Linked DNA regions of Sus scrofa: region 1 is linked to region 2. A link is a contact called in public HiChIP or PLAC-seq data. All regions are on one chromosome and are shown on one strand. The core of a region is the stretch at or near the end of the contact, and the rest is flanking DNA. Distances in the headings are between cores, read along the strand shown. Region 1 overlaps RASAL2 (ras GTPase-activating protein nGAP). Region 2 overlaps RASAL2 (ras GTPase-activating protein nGAP).

The links. HiChIP or PLAC-seq counts read pairs in DNA pulled down with a chosen protein or histone mark.
Region 1: a contact with region 2 is called in an H3K27ac HiChIP or PLAC-seq map of alveolar macrophages. The contact joins two enhancer-like sites. A contact is called at or near these places in 2 of 47 Hi-C or Micro-C datasets (embryonic fibroblasts and epiblast stem cells) and 1 of 2 datasets of contacts at active chromatin or transcription factors (alveolar macrophages).

Annotation. Positions count from the first base shown.
Region 1 is chr9:120,126,776-120,131,352 of Sscrofa11.1, reverse strand. The region is part of intron 1 of RASAL2 (ras GTPase-activating protein nGAP); the gene reads right to left. Among named protein-coding and RNA genes, the nearest start is that of RASAL2, 190 kb to the right of the region's middle. Within about 2 kb of position 2,827, at least 3 of the 83 cell types and tissues checked have an H3K27ac peak or open chromatin away from gene starts, as enhancers often do. A contact at or near this core is called in alveolar macrophages, where this site is marked.
Region 2 is chr9:119,978,773-119,983,214 of Sscrofa11.1, reverse strand. All of the region lies in intron 1 of RASAL2 (ras GTPase-activating protein nGAP), which reads right to left. Among named protein-coding and RNA genes, the nearest start is that of RASAL2, 40 kb to the right of the region's middle. Within about 2 kb of position 3,119, at least 14 of the 83 cell types and tissues checked have an H3K27ac peak or open chromatin away from gene starts, as enhancers often do. A contact at or near this core is called in alveolar macrophages, where this site is marked.

The sequences.
Region 1 (4,577 bases), core at 1,578-4,077, 150 kb before region 2:
TACAACGCACTAAAATCAGAGACGGTCACTTCAGAGCAAAACCAACATCATTCAAACTAAAGAGGTGGGAGTGCCTCAGAGACCAGAACGAAAGACAGCCTTTAGGTTAAAGATGATGTCGCATGTACAACTTTGCGAGTGCTTTTGATCCAGAACTGGCAGCCTGTCTTCAAAATGGCTTTATTTCTAGTCTGACCTAAGAGCATCATATCACCACTAGAGGCCAGTAAGATCTTAAAAACACAGAAGGCAATTTCCTCAAGGAAAGATCTAAACATACTATCATGTCTCTTAAAGTTGGAGGTATACAATCTCAAAGTTAAATGTTTTAATTCTTACAAATGTCTAATTTCCTATGTTACTTTAATTTTTTATTGAACTGACATGTCACATTATAGTAGTTTCAAGTGCACACATAATGATTCAATACTTGTGTACATTGCAAAATGAGGACTGCATAAGTTTCATCACTATCCTTCACCATAAAAAGTTACAAATCTTTTTTTTCTTGATGATAACTTTTAAAGATTTATTCTCTTGGCAACTTTCAAATATGCTCTACAGTGTTGGCTACAGTCACCATGCTGTAGCTGACATTCCTGTGATTTATAACTGGAAGTTTGAATCTCTTGGCCCCCCCTTCACCCACCTCACCCACTGCCCCCAAACCTCGTTCCTCCTGGCAATCATCATTCTGTTCTCTGTATCTATGAGTTTTGTTTTATTTGTTCATTGGTTCTGGGTTATAGATTTCACATATAAGTGAGGTCATACAGTATTTGTTCTTCTCTGACTTATTTTATTTAGCATAACAGCCTCGAGGGCCATCCATGTTGTCATAAGTGACAAGATTTCATTTTTTAATGGTGGAGTAGTAATCTATCCATCTACCCAAGGACACTTAGGTTGCCTGCATATCTTGGCTGCTGTAAATAATGATGCAGTAAACACAGGGTTGTTTCTAATTAGTGTTTTCAGGTTCTTTGGAACATGGCATTTCCAAATTTCCAGAAATGAAATGGCTGAGTTGTACGGTAGTTCTATACTTAATTTTTTTGAGGAAACTCCACATGGTTTTCCATAGTTGCTGTACCAATTTACATTCCCATCAACAACAGTGCACAAAGGTTCCCTTTGCTCCACATCCTCACCAACACTTGTTATTTCTTTTTTTTTTTTTTGGCTGTGCATGCAACCTGCAGAAGTTCTCAGTTCCCGGGCCAGGGATTGAACCCACGCCACAGCAGTGACCTGAGCCACTGCAGTAACAACATCAGATCCTTAACCCACTGTACCACAAGGAAACTTCTCTTGTCTTTTTTCATGACAGCCATTTTCAGAAGTGTAATCTCTCACTGTGGTTTTAATTTGCATTTCCCTGATGATAAGGAAAGTTAAGTGCTTTTTCATGTATCTGTTGTCCATCTATATGTTTTCTTTGGAAAAATGTCTATTCAGATATTCTGCTCATTTTTAAATTAGGACTGCTTGGGTTTTTTCTTCTTTTTTTCTGAGTTATATGAGTCCTCTATGTATTTCGGATATTAACTCCTTATCAGATACATGACTTACAAATGTTTTCTCCCATGTAGTAGGTTGCCATTTCATTTCGTTGATGGTTTTCTTTGCTGTACAGAAGCTTTTTAGTTTGACACAGCTCTACTTGTTTACTTTTGCCTTTGTTGCCTTCACTTTGGGGTCAGATCCAAAAAAAAAAAAAAATTAAAAAATTTTTACATGAACTGTTCACTCATTTGTGCTATTGTAAAGCTTGGAACATATTTCAAGCCTAAGTACACATTAGATCCACTGAATAAGGCTTTTATGACACTTCAATATGTATTAAAAGTTATTTAGCCATGAAGGACTAACTCCTTTCAGGAATATTCTGCAGGAGCACCTCAAACTGAAGAAATCAGAAAACAACACCCATGAATACGGAAAGCTGTAAATGGTAAAAAAGTACATTTTATCTATTTAGCGAGAGCCTTCATTACTCTTCCTTTCTATAGACTTCTTTTACAGACTTTCTATAGACTTAAAAGTCTTTTATCACAGGATGATAAATATCCCTGGTATTGACTGACTTCAAGGAAACCTGAATGACTTCCTGGATGGTTTATGCTATAATTACTCAATTATACATAACTATAGCTGCAGATGTGTAGAAAGTAAACAAGCCAGCAATTAGAGCATTAAGTGTACGTCTCTCTTCTTACATCTCCTTATGTGTCCAATATTATCTTCAGTGCTCCTTCTGGCTTAACTTCCTTTGCTCTCTCCAAGTCTATAGCTTTGCATGCTTGTGGAGCTTATCAGTTACCCTCCAAAATAACTCAAAATCCAAGAACCAATAATGTTGCTAGGGCTTGGTTGGACATGTTACTAATTCTTAGAAGTTCACTGTTTTTCATTTTTCCCCTACTTTTCTGCATCTGTCTCCTCTGAACCTCGTACACCAGTACATGCTGCATCAATAGCTTCTCCATTCCACCCCAACTCTCTCTTTCCTACCCTCAACTTTTATTTCAATCAGTTACGTTAAAGTCTTCTTTGTACTTCAAATTTCCTAAAATTGTCAAAGAAAGCTTTAAAGGGACTGACTCTTTATCCTTTATTACACAGATAAGAGATTCTTGTCTAAACTTAAAAACCATGTCAAAGCTGATTTTCTTCACATGATTTGGACAAACAAATGGGTTAGATTTTTACCACAATGCAGGCCTATTTTTAGAGTCAAATACCAAGACCACTTCAGCAGAGGGATGCACCTACTTTATGTGGAAATGTGGTGGTTTTGTGGCCTAGACGAGTTTTCATTCAAATGACTAACCTTCTTATGTAAGTTGGTCATGAGTGACCTAAACTGCTCCATTGTAACTTAATTTGAATAGTAATCTTATGATCCACACTGAACAAGAAGACATTGATAGATTCTGTCCATAAGAATTAGAATATAGGAGATGGTATTATAGCAAAACCCAGATTTCCTGACAAATATAAATCAGCATCAGCACTGAATTTAAGAAAATCTAAATGATCTTCCCTGTGTTATCCCAAGTAATTTTCTTACAGTTGCCCTTACTGTTCTCCCTTCCTGTTCAGCCAGAGCTTTGTTGCTAGCTTCTTCATGGTTTTATGAAACAAAAAGCATTCCGGACCCTGGATTACTCCTCGTCAGTGCTAGAGGTAGAATGAAATAGGCAGCAATATTTTGATGTTTAAAATTTTTCAGTCTGTCTGAATTATGAGGTTGATATGCCATGTTATAAATTTTATAGTTTCACAATTTCTCTATCTATTGTCCACTTTTTGATCATTTCATAAGAATTTATAAAAGGAAGAAACAAGAAAAGTTAGAATAAGGGTGGGATGGTTCTTTTCAGCATTTCTAGATTAAGGTTTAATGGGCATTTTAAGTAACAATATAAGATAAACCTATAAATTTAATGTATTCATTCTATCATGTCCTAACTTCTGTGGCTAAATGAAGGTTTAATAGTAACTTGTAAAGCCTGTTTATTGGGACTGTATTAACAAGACAAACTCAGATTACTGCCTTACTTCACTTTACCAGTTCTACCAATCCTCCCTCCCCCCCTCCTCTAGTGACACAGATTTTATTTCTACTTCCAATTACATTTAGTACCTAAAATTCACTAGAGGAAAGGATAACTACCTCAGAATTACAAATAAGCATCTTTATAGAAAAACTGGAATGAAAATTTAGATTGGCATTGTCTCATTTCCATAAGGATACTAAGGGTACTGAGTACTGGACTTATTACAAAAACTGAATGATTTCAGAAACATTAAAAAGAATCAGAGGTTGCTCAATGAAGCCCACTGGAAAGTGCTTCTTTGAGATTAGATATTATCATGTAGTCTGTAATTTTCTAAATTTTTTGATCTCATGATCCCTTTAGACTTTTAAAATTGACAACTTCAAAGAGCTTTTGTTTATGTAGATTATATTTATCAATATTTACACTAGAAATTAAAACTGAGACATTTTAAATATATTTATTCATTTAATAACAATAATAAGCCTATTGCATGTTAATATAAATAACACATTTTCGATGAAATGTAACTATTTTCCAAAACAAAAAATTAGTGAGAGAAGTGATACTGTTTGAGGTTTTGCAAAATCTCTCCAAAATCTGGCCAGAAGAGAAGACGGTTGAATTCCTTTTTTTTTTTTTTGCTTTTTTAGGGCCGCTGGGGGTACAATCGGAGCCACCAGTCTACACCACAATCACATCAACATGGGATCCAAGCTGCATCTGCGACCTACACCACAGCTAACAGCAATGCCAGATGCTTAACCCACTCATCAAGGCCAGGGATCAAACTTGCATCTCCTCAAGGATACTAGTCAGATTCATTTCTGCTGAGCCAGGACAGGAACTCCAAGCCAGCTGAATTCCTGTATCTATTTCAACATTCAGTCACTTGCTTTATGTTGTTTTGGTTGAAGTATAAAGCAAAAAACATGTACTCACACACATATATAGCTGGAAAAGGGAAGAGTATTTTAATAGCATTTCCAGGTAATTGTGGTCCATCTTTTCCAA
Region 2 (4,442 bases), core at 1,870-4,369:
TGAGTAAACACTGAAAACATTATGGTGCATGAAAGAAACCAACTACATATTATATGACTCCATTTCTATGAAATGTCCATAAAAGGGAATTGAGAAAGTAGATAGTAGCTGCCTAGTGCTGCAAGTGGGAATTAACTGCAAACAGGTACAGGGAAGTTTTGTGGGGTGATGTAAACATCCTAAAATTAGACTGAAGTGACAGCTGCACAGCCTATAAATTTACTAAAAATAAGGGAACTGCGCAATTACAATAAGTGAATTTTATGGTAAGCAAATTATATCTCGATAAAGTTGTTAAACAAAAAAAGATATACCAAAAAATGCATAGAATATTATGTTTCAAGACACATAAAATGACCCTCTTCTTTCTGTTATGTTATCAATGTGAGATACTAAGTAATTTACTTAATCCTCATAATAAACTAGATTTTTATTATTGTCTCCAAATAACAGCCAAGAAAATTTAGACACAGAAAGATTAAGTAACCTGTTATTTAGTCACTAAATTGCAGAACCAAGATTGGAACTCTAGTTTACCTGACTTCAAATAACAAAGTCAATAGATATTTCATTTGTTTATAAAATACAATAAGCATTTCCTATACGGACCAATTTTTTGAATTCTGAGGTTTTTCAACAGGAAAGAAATTCTTTAGCTGACCAAAAAGATCATAAATACCTAAGACGTGACATAAAAAGAACACCTCATCAGGGTCAGAAGGCCTAAGCTGATAAACCTCATATAAAAATGAAAACTAGGAGTTCCCATCGTGGCTCAGGGGTTAACAAATCTGACTAGGAACCATGAGGTTGCGGGTTGGATAGCTGGCCTCGTTCAGTGGGTTAAGGATCCGGCATTGCCTCAAGCTACGGTGCAGGTTGCAGACACCGCTCGGATCCAGCATTGCTGTGGCCCTGGCATAGGGTGGCGGCTATAGCTCTGTTTAGACCCCTAGTCTGGGAATCTCCATATGCCGCAGGTGCAGCCCCAGAAAAAGACAAAAAAAAAAAAAAAAAAAGAAAGAAAGAAAGAAAAGAAAACTAAACTAGGTTATCTCTCTAAAATCTCTCTCAAGTTTGTTCCACAAGATAAAATATCTCCCAAAGAAAAGACATTTTCACCATGGGTTTTCTATAGCTTTCCATAACACAGGTACCATAACATTTGCTCCCTCCTAATGTTTTATATGCTTTAGTAAGTAGGACAGGGAGGCACTGCTCTCTGTCTGGCCCTCTTTTCCACTAGTTGGTCACTGCAAACTTCTATTCTTCAGGAATAAGGTAACAATGTCAAAATTCAACTGAAAGTTATATACAATTGTCTTGATCAGAGATTGAAGGGAAAATGTATTTACAGGCTAGAGGAATACACATAAGAAAAGTCTGGGAGTTCCCACTGTGGCACGGTGGAAACAAATCCAACTAGTATCCAGGAGGATGCGGGTTCAATCCTGGCCTCACTCAGTGGGTTGAGGATCTGGCATTGCAGTGAGCTGTGGTGTGGGTTGCAGACGAGGCTCAGATCCTGCATTGCTGTGGCTGTGGTGTAGGAGGCTAGCAGCGTAGCTCTGATTTGATCCCTAACCTGGGAACCTACAATGCCGCAGGTTTGGACCTTAAAAAAAACAAAAAGAAAAAGTCTAGATTTGAGAATAAGTACTGAGAAAAGAAAAACAAATGTACTATCTGGCCTTTTATACAAAGATCACCACTACAGGAATTTATCTCCAGCCTAAAAGTAACAAAGACAAAATGTAAAGTTCATTCCTCTTCCTCTGTGTCTTGAGTTTCATTAATATCATGCATGTATCTTAAACGAAATTCCAAAAAGACTTGTTCTTTCCAAAGAACTTATCCTCGAAATTTTAAAAATCAGAGAAATTCTACTCCTGGGCATACATCCAGAAAAAAACTTTCACTGAAAAAGATACATGCACCCCTATGCTCACTGCAGCACTATTCACTATAGCCAAGATATGAAAACAACCTAAATGTCCACCAACGGATGAATGGATTAAGAAGATGTGGTACATATACACAATGGAATACTACTCAGCCATATAAAGGGACAAACTAAGCCATTTGCAGCAAGATGGATGGAACTAGAGACTCTCATACAAAGTGAAGTCAGTCAGAAAAAGAAAGACAAATACCATATGATATCACTTATATCCAGAATCTAATACATGGTACGAATGAACCTATCTACAGAAAAGAAACAAACTCATGGACATGAAGAACAGACTTGCGGTTGCCAAGGGGGCGGGGGAGTGAGTGGGAGGGACTGGGAGTTTGGGGTTAGTAGACACAAACTATTGCATTTGGAGTGGATAAACAATGAGATTCTGCTGTACAACACAGGGAACTATATCTAGTCACTTGTGAGGCAACATAATGGATGATAATGTGAGAAAAAGAACATATTATATATACATATATAATTGGGGTCACTTTGCTGTACAGCAAAAATTGACGGAACACTGTAAATCAACTATAATGAAAAATAAATTTTTAAAAAATAGGAAAAAATTTAAAAATAAAAAATAAAAATCAGAGAAAGCATGATCAATGACACAAAGGAATCATTTTTACTTACTATTTGGGAATAGAAAAAGTTAATGCTGTTTTTGTTTTTCCCAACAGGAAAAAAGGGACTCAAACTTCCTTGTGCCTTTAAATGCTTCTATTTCAGAAGAGAAAGTACTTTTTTCATGCTGCCTAATTTTGGAGAGGCTGTGTATCTTACTAGAACTCGGGAATAATTCAAAGTCAAGTGAAAATGCTGAACTTAAACATATTTAGATATACTATCAATATTAGATGACTATTAGAAGGAGAGTTATTTTAAAAAACATGATTAACCTTTGTTAAGTCTTTATCTTCAAACCCCTGTATCCTCCTATCTGCAACACATTTTGGAAATAATAAAATCAACAAAAGAAGAGTAGAATCAACCTAAATCTTTGGGTCACAATGGGACTGAAGTCAAAAGAAGCTTTATGACGAAGGACCAAAGAATGAAAACCAGTCTTAATCTTCTAGCTACTCTAAGTGGATGTCTGCTTCCCTTGCACTGAAGGCCAGGGCTCAATCACACCACTGAGTCAGTTTTACTCAGAGTCAGGAGGAAGCAGACAGCACATGACAGCATGCTGTGTAATGCATGACACACCCTGTTTCTGCGCATAGACCTGAAGTATTAAAACAAAGTTAACAAAAGTCAGTTATGGGGACTGAATGAATCCAACTGCCCCATCTTCTCCCAGATTATGAAGAAAAACAACTTTCAAAGGATAGTGCATGTACAAATCCCTTGAAAAGGCAGCTAGGTTATAAAATATATTTATTCTTGAAGCTTTCTCACATTTTCATTTAAACAGACTTCAAAAATAAGTAAGAGAATGTTAATAAACTATTCAATATGACTACAAGTACGTGGTTAAAAAAAAAATTTTTTTTAATGAACAAGCCAAAAAGTACTGCCTAAAAGAATGGTGTTTCTTCCCATCTTGTTCACACAGAATGCATATGCACAGTGACTAGCCCATCCCAGCTGTCCATAATATGATGCAACAATACTGCCTAAGTCTAGAATTCTGATTCTGCCTTGCTATGGGGTCTAGTCAACTAACTGGACTCATCTACTTACTGCCTTTATTTGCAGTCTACAGCCTTCAAAAATATATGTCCTATATCTCTGCATGTGTTTGATACATGTCATCTCGACAAGGTAATAGGTTATTTGAGGGCAGAAACCATGTCCACTACTTTCTGGCATAGAAGAGCATGGGCTCTGGAACCATTCCACCCAGGCTCAAATCTAAGCTCCAGTCATCATCGCTGTGACCTTGACCAAGCTATTTACCTTCCCCAAGCCTCAGTTTTCTTATCTGCAAAATAAGGATAATAGCACATGGTTGTTGTGAAAATTACATAAGTAATACCTATGTAATAAATTCTGAGTACCTAAAAAAGTGTCTAGCACATAATAAGCACCAAAATTTTTATTGTTATAATTATCTACAACACCAAACACCAAGCTTTGCTCCCTTAGTAGATGTTTAAATAACTGCCAAGTAGCTAAAAGAAGTGTACAACTGTAACAGCAATACAATTTCTCTTATCACCGCCATATAGTTTATGAACAATGAAGTCTCTACATTTCAAGAACACCATTAATTGTTTAAACTATTTTGCTCAGGTAGTCTAAAATGCAGCATATTAGCAAGCACCCTACTTTTCAATCTAATGCTAGACTACTTTACATAGTTTTTAACAGCAAGCAACTATGACAGAAAATTTTAAATATTTTACTTTTTTTTTTTTTTTGCGATAGTAGGGGACTAAACTTCACCTAAGCCATCATTGTGGCGCCAACTCACAAGACAATGTAGTGTCTAAAAACCCAAATTCATAGGAAGCTTGCACAAGATGACTTATAG